Regions from separate parts of the Capsicum annuum genome. Here region 2 is linked to region 1. The links are chromatin contacts, called in public Hi-C maps. All regions are on one chromosome and are shown on one strand. Each heading gives the region's core, a stretch centred on a gene start, on an enhancer-like site or on the middle of the called end of the contact. The rest is flanking DNA. Distances are from core to core; before and after follow the strand shown.

The links. Hi-C and Micro-C count contacts between places; a contact is called where the count stands out from the background.
Region 2: a Hi-C map of placenta shows a contact between it and region 1, with 4 times the contacts expected there. The contact joins the promoter of LOC107870864 here to the promoter of LOC107870818 in region 1. A contact is called at or near these places in 2 of 5 Hi-C or Micro-C datasets (leaf and placenta).

What each region holds. Positions count from the first base shown.
Region 1 is chr5:90,013,362-90,017,530 of UCD10Xv1.1, reverse strand. It overlaps LOC107870818, which reads left to right and starts at 2,208. Exons shown (of 3, transcript XR_007055799.1): 1 at 2,208-2,474; 2 at 3,701-3,745.
Region 2 is chr5:90,434,235-90,438,403 of UCD10Xv1.1, reverse strand. It overlaps LOC107870864 (probable arabinosyltransferase ARAD1), which reads left to right and starts at 1,880. Exons shown (of 4, transcript XM_016717543.2): 1 at 1,880-2,843. The coding sequence starts at 2,355.

The sequences.
Region 1 (4,169 bases), core at 959-3,458:
ATGTGCCAATTTGGTCAAATGATCTACAATGACCGAAATACCATTAGAACCATAGAAGGTGCGAGGCAAAACACTAACAAAGTCCATGGTAATCTGCTCCCATTTCCACTCAGGAATGGGAAACCTCTGAATCAAACCACTAGATCTTTAACGCTCGACCTTCACCTACTGAAAGCATAGGAAATAAGCTACAAAGTTTAGCACATCTCTCTTTATACCACTCCATCAATAATGCTACCGCAATTCCCTATACATCTTAGTTGTACCTGGGTGAATAAAATATCTAGAATTGTGAACCTCACATAAAAACTAATTGAATCAAGTCATGAACCCTTGGAACACAACTGCAGCTACTGAATCGCAAAACACCCTCAGAATCTATGGTATCCCTCTTGGACTCACTACTCAACACCTTATCATGAATGATGCAAAGTCTCATTTCCTCAAACTGACGACTCTGAATCAACTCAAATAGCAAAGACCTTGCCTCAACACTATCAAGAACCCTATTAGGGTCTAAAATATCAAGTTGCACCATTAAGTTTGCTAAGTACTGGATGTCCCATGCCAATGGACTCTAAGAAACTAAGATAGAAATAAAACTACCCATACTCACCACCATCCAGGTCAAGGTATCGGCCACTATGTTCACCTTGCCCCAATGATACAAAATAGAGATGTCATAATCCTTATAAAACTCTATCCATCTACGCTTCCTAAAATCAAGCTCTCTCTAGGTCATAAATACTGAAGACTAATTGATGATAATCGCATTTGTTTGAAATATTACGATTAGCTTTTTTATAGTTGTCTTTCTTCTTCTTATCCTATTTGATCCCTCTTGTTCTTCCATCATGTTTTGACATTAGTGCATGATTAATTTCTTTTGTAAAACTTATATACTAACTTGTCTAATGATTCTGAATTCTTGCTTTAATATGATACGCTTCTATTCTTATTCTTGTTGTGAACTTTTTTCATGCTTTAATGCCTATTTGTTATGATCCCTTTTTAATGATGCTAAAGGAAGGAATATTAGTATGATTGTGTGTGGTTGGTGAAAGGAGGAAGATTGCTAGTGATAGGGGGAACTAGTGATTGTGGATAGTTGCATGGTGAAAGGCAAAACATGAAATAGTTACATGTACTACAAAAGGATCAATGTTTGTCATCATCAAAAGGGGGAATTCTGGGTTCCAACCTTGTTCTTATTATGCTCAAGTATTGATGATTTATAAACCTCATCACTAAAACCTGGTCCATACCCATCTTCTATGAGTTATATGTTGGTAATTACCTAACCTAGTGGAAGGACTAGTTACGTCAACTAGTGTCCCAGTGTGCAGGTTTGCAGTTGTGCACATTTGTCTTATATTCCAATTGTCTAGTACTCTCTGAACAGTTTTAATACATTAATGGGACGAATCCTCAGTGGTCCTTTTTCAGCATCCACCAATGAGGAAGTTTCTATTCCAATGCTCATCATATATATATATTCATCTTCCTTAAGGAGAAAATCTCAAGCTTGTGCACAAATCCAAAAAGTATTTTTTCTCAAGCAAAGACCTTACCTCAACCGATATTGCAAGACCTAACAATTTAGAAATTCCTTGCTCATAGTGATATATGATTGTGTTTCTAAGTTGATTGAGGTTTTTTTTGGTATTACAATTGTAAACTCACATCTCATTTTAGAGAGTACAGTGAGCATTTTTCATCTAACGTTTTTTTCAAATATAAGTTGTTTTCATAGCTAAAGGTAGCTAATGGAGTTCTCACAGTAGAGGTACTATGAGGGTGTGCTACAATAGAGTTATTGCAAGGTTGTAGGAACTAAGAGGTTAATTTCTAGGTTGTAATTGAAGGTTTCTCGAAGTTTAGTGAAGGTTGATGGTGAAATCCTACTGAGGTAGGTCGTGGTTTTAATTACTCTCTTAAGTAAGGAGGTTTCTATGAAAACATCCCTTGTCATTTACTTTAATGCAATTTCTCTTTGTGTTCTTACTGTTCTTCAATATTATCATAAAGGTACTTGATATCAAATCAGGTTTAGCTGTAGTGGTGGACTCTTACGAACCATCAAAATGTACAGTATAATTTCATGGTGTCATTTCATAAATTTCAAAACTTTTAAAGCAATATTCAAGTGAATAAATTATGTAAATAAGCTAATGCCTACTAACATTAAATTAAACATATGGCACATATTGAAGGGGGGAGTGAATGGGATTCGAAGCTTCACCACAAGTGAAGGACGGAGGGCCTCAACGAAACAACTCCCTCCCATCCTTATAAGTACACCAACTACATTTCTATTTAGCTCACTCAATTCAACAATCAAGTCAATCCTATATTGCATTACTCCAACTGAACATTGACATAAGGTAATGCCAGAAGAAAAAACCACATAGATGAGTTGTACAGGAGGGTTGTTTTTATTGTTATAGACGTTCAACGGCTTAAGCTTCAAAGAGGTACAAATAGGGTCCTCCCTATGCAGGCCTATTGAAGCTGTCTTTAAATTCACAACTAATTTGCAAGCAAAAAAATCTCCGTTTCTCAGAGGAGAATTGAAAAAAAATAATAATCATATTCTACTATAGTAGAAATGTGCTTACTATAGTAGAAGTGTGGAAAAAATAAAGTTATCGACATGTCTGTTTGTTGTCAAATGTTTATTAAGTGGGGTACTTTCATCACTCCGTTCATTTTGTTATCCGCGTGGAAGTGCAGACACTACTTTGATATCGTTCCATATTCTCATCAAGGAATTGGATCAAATGCTTCTCATTTATGTATATTTTTTTCATCAAGATATTTTCTTTTTCAATACTGCTATAATCATAAGGTAGTTCCCCCTCACTTTTTCCTTCTCTTTCTCTTTATCCATTCAATTTATGAATGTGATTTATAAAGGTTTTGATCAATCATATATTTTCCTTACGATTTTCTCTTCATCTTCAATTTTTAATTGATTTTTGGATTTAATTGCATAGATTAATAAAGTTTTGGTCTTTCCTTTAGTTCCACGTGTCAAACTCTGAGAAGAATAGAAATTGGGGTGAAATTTGAGATTAAAAGCTTATTAAAAATTGTAGAACCTAGATAAAATAATTCTTACATTATTTTAATACTTCAATCTTCTCCACCAACTTTTACAATCTTCAGACTATACTACTATTGTTCTAGTTTTGTTAACATCTTTTTCAATCCTCAAATTGGGGGAAGAGAGTTTTTAAATGGAGGTAGAGAGTTATCAAAGTTGCCCATTGAACCTGAAATGCTAACCATGGTGTTCTCATAACGATATGTAAGAAGTTATAAGTTTTTCAAATGTTTGTACTGTACACTTGAATTTGTTGCTAAATAACTTTGAAGTTTTAAAAATAGCGGTTGTTGAATTACATATGCTTAAAGCGTGATTAACAAAGCAGTAAAATGTTATATACATGTTAAGACGCTTAAGACGTTAGTCAAACTGTTTTGCTTCCTTTGATTATCATAGTTTAGCTTCTTTAATTTGTCTGTCTCTTTGTTCGTTTGTTATTTCGTTTGTTATTCTTGAATTCACACAACTCCTTGTTGAATGTTTTTAGCTCTTGTTTATAAAATTTCATGGTTCTTCATCTGGGTTTGCTATGCTGAATGATCTGCCCCCATGTTTCCATGTGTGGGACTCTTCAAATTCTTAATGGTGTAGATTTATTTGAAGAATGGAGAGATAAGCTTCCAACATCTTCCTTTGGTGAGTTCTCTTCCTTGATACTCTGCTCTTCGGTTTGATTTGGAATTATCTTTATAATTGAGCAGTGGATCTATATTGTTGGTTACGGGTTTGTATAAATCTTTGCTTTAACTATGAATTTATTTTAAACATGTGTTTCACTTTTATACACATGAACACTTATACTTTAAGCTCTATTTCAATCTACCTTTTTTCAAGCTTAAAAAATCTTATTGATGTTAAATTAGTTGATACATTAGAGTCGGCTGTAAATGGCAATCCTTTCGACAGTGTCTTCTTTAAATAGACATAATTCTTAATGTACAACTTGAATTAACAACTTTCTGTTTTGTTGAAAAAAAAAATAGACTCAAAGAGCTCAGTTCTATAAAACTTTTATTGGTCGACAATGTTTGGAATATGTACTGACATGGTGTAATTTATG
Region 2 (4,169 bases), core at 631-3,130, 420 kb before region 1:
GACTCCGTTACTGAAAGACAGAAGAAGTAATAAAAGTATTGACGAAAGTTGGAAAAACTCACCAAAAAGAGGATACCACTTTGAAGCCGGAAAAAAGTAGTGAAGAAGAGACCTATCTGAGCAAAACTTCATTCCAAAAAGTTGGGTGCAACCCAGCAAATTAACATTACCCGAAAAATAGGTGAAAAAATCAAACTGAGGATGAAACAAAATTTAACTCGACTAGACTGGACGTCAATTAAAAGTAACAACAATGGAGAACTTACAAAAATAGTGTTAGAGACTAAATCTATCCTCTAAGCGAAGAGGTTTCTAATTCAATCATCACTATTCATCTGTGAGTTTCAAACATCTCAATTCTTTGGTCAATCCCCGAATGAAAAATTTTCAAACTCCAATTTCAAAAATGAATAAAATATCGACAGAATTAATATGAAATAATTATCGAATCATATCTAGCCTATCCAAGAATCTTATACTCATACAGTGTAGCTTTAGAAAATAAGACATTAGTAGGCACCATAAAAAACAATACCTTTTCTCTGTGTCAATATTCATCACTGAGCTCCAAAATGTTCGATTGTCTTCACCTCCGAGATTCTCAAACCCCAATTTCAAGGTAAAAATCTCAAAATCCTACATTCATGCAACACTTTATCAATGCAAAGAATGATAATGAGATTTTTACATCCTCATTACCAAATTTGTTCTACACCATTTTTACCGAAGTCCTTAGTTCACAAGAAATGGTACGGTACTTTGGACAAAGTTTCTATTCTTCAACACAATTGCTAACCCTCTTAGGTAACTGAGTTTTTTTCGAAGAACCTATATATACATACATAAGATCTTAGCCCATGAAAAGAGAGAGCATTAAAATTGAAAAGGAAAAGGGTGTAAGATTTTGCATACAGTTCAAAAAGAAAAAGCATCAAAATTGAAAAGGAAAAGGGGTGTAAGATTTTGCATACAGTTTAACTAGACAAACCATGGAATTTTTTCCTTATTGGAGCAGATGAAAAGGGCAAAATGGACACGTGAAGTGAAAAGAACAAAGTAAATAGGTGGCATAAGAAATGTGAATTTACTAGTGTACCCTTGATAGTCACCCAAAACTTCACTTATATAAAGTAGAAACTAGTAGATCCATACAGAGAAGCAACATACAATATTTACGGTGGGTCTTGATAACATACTTTTTCTTCACTTTCAAAATAGTTAGACCCTTATTAATTGGATATATTTTTTTTAAAAAAAGTTATTAAAAATTTATTTTATTAAATTAACCTTATTAATTATGCTTTGAAAATTTAAATTTGAATGTATACAATTTATTTAGTTATTTATTAATAAGATAGCATTGAAATAACACAATAATATTTTCTTGATTTCATAAAAGGAAAAACTAAATTGTAACAAATGTTTAGAAAAAGGGTCAATTATTTTGAAATAAAAGAAGTACATGAAGCTAATATATATTACTCCTTTCATTTTATTTTATTTGTCTTGTTGACTTGACACACGTTTTTTTTTTTAAAAAGAACAGTCCGGTGTACTAAAGCTACCGCTATGCACGGTGGTCGGGGAAGGCCCCACCACAAGGGTGTATTGTACGCAACCTTACCTTGCATTTCTGCCAGAGGCTGTTTCCAAATCTTGAACCCGTGACCTCCTGGTCACATGACAACAACTTTACCAGTTACAACAACTTTACCAGTAATTTTTTTAATTAAGAATATATTCTTATTAAATTAACTTTATTAATGACTCTTTAAAACTCTAGATTAATTATTTTTACTTTATATTATTATTTAATAATAAAGATAAAAAATAAAAAAAAAATAAATAAAATTCTGCTCATTGAAGTAACTATTTTAGTATGGGATAAAGGTATAACGGGATGCAGCAACATTCTTCCCACTCTTTAATCTCCTTAAATATTTTTGTTGATAGCTCATTAAAATAGGGAGGTTTTCGTCATTTCAATTTTCAACCCAAAAATTTTCAAATTCATTTTGCTCCTGCAACTCCTCTCCCTCCCCATCGTGAACGACAGCTCACAACAAAATAATATAACACCAATCAGAAATTAAAGATTCCTTCCAATGGAGTTTGGGATCCAGCTTAAGTTAATTAGAACTTATTATAATTTTGATCTTCTTGATCCTTGGAAAAAATAAATGAAAGGGGATCAATTTGAAAATAGGAACGTTTACCATTCTTTAACCTAATTATTGGGGATAGAGAGATAGTGGGAGTTGGCCCAAATTTGATTCCTTAGGATCTAATCTTTCTGTTATGCACCTTTTCCATGAACAAGTATTGAATGTGAAGTTGAGATTAGAGAGAAAAAAATGAAAGTGAAAGATACAATGAGTAAGAGTTTAGTGTGTTTAGCAGTGTTCATTTTGTTTCTGTTTGGTTCATTGTTGTACACGGGAAGAATAGATTACAGATCAAGTTTTTCGCTATTCGATTCCCCGCTGAGTAAAGCTACGCCCTGCTTCACTGAATCGGAACCTCTGAAGGTTTACATGTACGATCTAGAGATGAAATACAACGTTGGTTTGTTGAAAGGCTCACATTATAATGCTGCTCCTGTGACTATTGAGACTTTGCCAGAGTGGCCAAAATATACGGGTTTGAGGAAACAACATAGTGTGGAGTATTGGATGTTGGCCTCATTGTTGTATGCAAGTAATGATGAAACCCGAGAGGCTGTTAGGGTTTTGGATCCAGAATCAGCTGATGTATTTTTTGTGCCTTTTTTCTCTTCCTTGAGTTATAATACTTACTATAGACATGGGAATGATTCAGAGGTCAAATTTGATGATCAATTGCAGGTGATCTCTTACCTACTATTTATGTTTTTCCTTAAGGACTTATTTCTTTTGAGCTTGCTTATTCACATGATATCTTCTGTCTGATTTGCATCTTCAAATTTATCTCTAATGATTCTCGTATTAGAATGATTTTATTGTCGTAATTCTCTTGAATGCTTTGTTCTTGTCCTTACACTTAACATTAGTTCCATCTGAGACAAGTGCAATTTTTTCTTTTTCATTTGTTTTCCTTGATAATTAAGCATAATTGTGCACTAGAACCTCTCTTTCTGTTACCTAATACACAGAGGATTTATATCTCCGACCCAAATAGTTTGGGTTGAGGTGTAGCTGAGTGATGATTTGTTTCTAGTATATTATCTGTCTCAAAAAACTTTTGTGTTCTTCATTTACACGCCCCCGTAATAGAAGAGGTGTGTTTGACTATTTTACCCTTATTTCTATCTTAAATAAAATCCCTCTTCATTGAATGTTTACTTATGTATTTTCCATAATTGAGGTATTTGTAGTCTTTCAGCTACAATTACTAAGGGTAAAATGGAAAAAATAATTAATTTTGTCTTGAACTTCTAAACTTAAAAATATTTTTGGGATAGATATTTTTACTATGACAAGGATTTTGAGAGGGAGGGAGTATTGATAAGGAATGCAAAACGATTAGTTGCTTTTGTCAGATTTGATTTTCCAATGAAGCTTATGTAAGAGCTTTTTTTCCTCTGTACGGCTTTCTGTTAGTTACATTACCACACTTCCTTCTCTTTATGAGACTTATTAGTTAGAGTCAAACTCTAGGGCCAAGATATTTCAACTGTAAATATGTCCTGTTAATTGAAAAGAAAGAAGATCTTTGTAAGTATCGTTTCTGTTTTACCAGACATTTTATTGGCAACAAGACAGTTCCTCACAAGTATATGATGAGAAAAAGATATCATAGCTCTCAACAAGAAATCTTGTTGAGGAATAGCATTTTGTTCCCATTTCTTTTTATGTACCCCATGAGGTTTCAATATGTATGGGAGATTATCTTTTGTAGAGGATCATATTCTTATACAGGTTCTCTACTTTTAGTGTTTTTCTTGAATACATGATTTCTTTCGATTATTAATAAGCTTAACTTAGCTTATCTAAAAACTAAAGAGAAAATATTGTACCTCATACTTAAGATGGTCAACCTGGAAAATAATAGCTGTTAGAAATCCAAATTCTAGTTAATGAGACCCTTAAAAACTTAAACCTGACTGTACGTTGTCTGGCAATTTACCTGTGACAGTGGAACAGCGAAGGCTTCTAGCAATTCATAGAGCAGCTTAAAGAAGCTGGCTATTT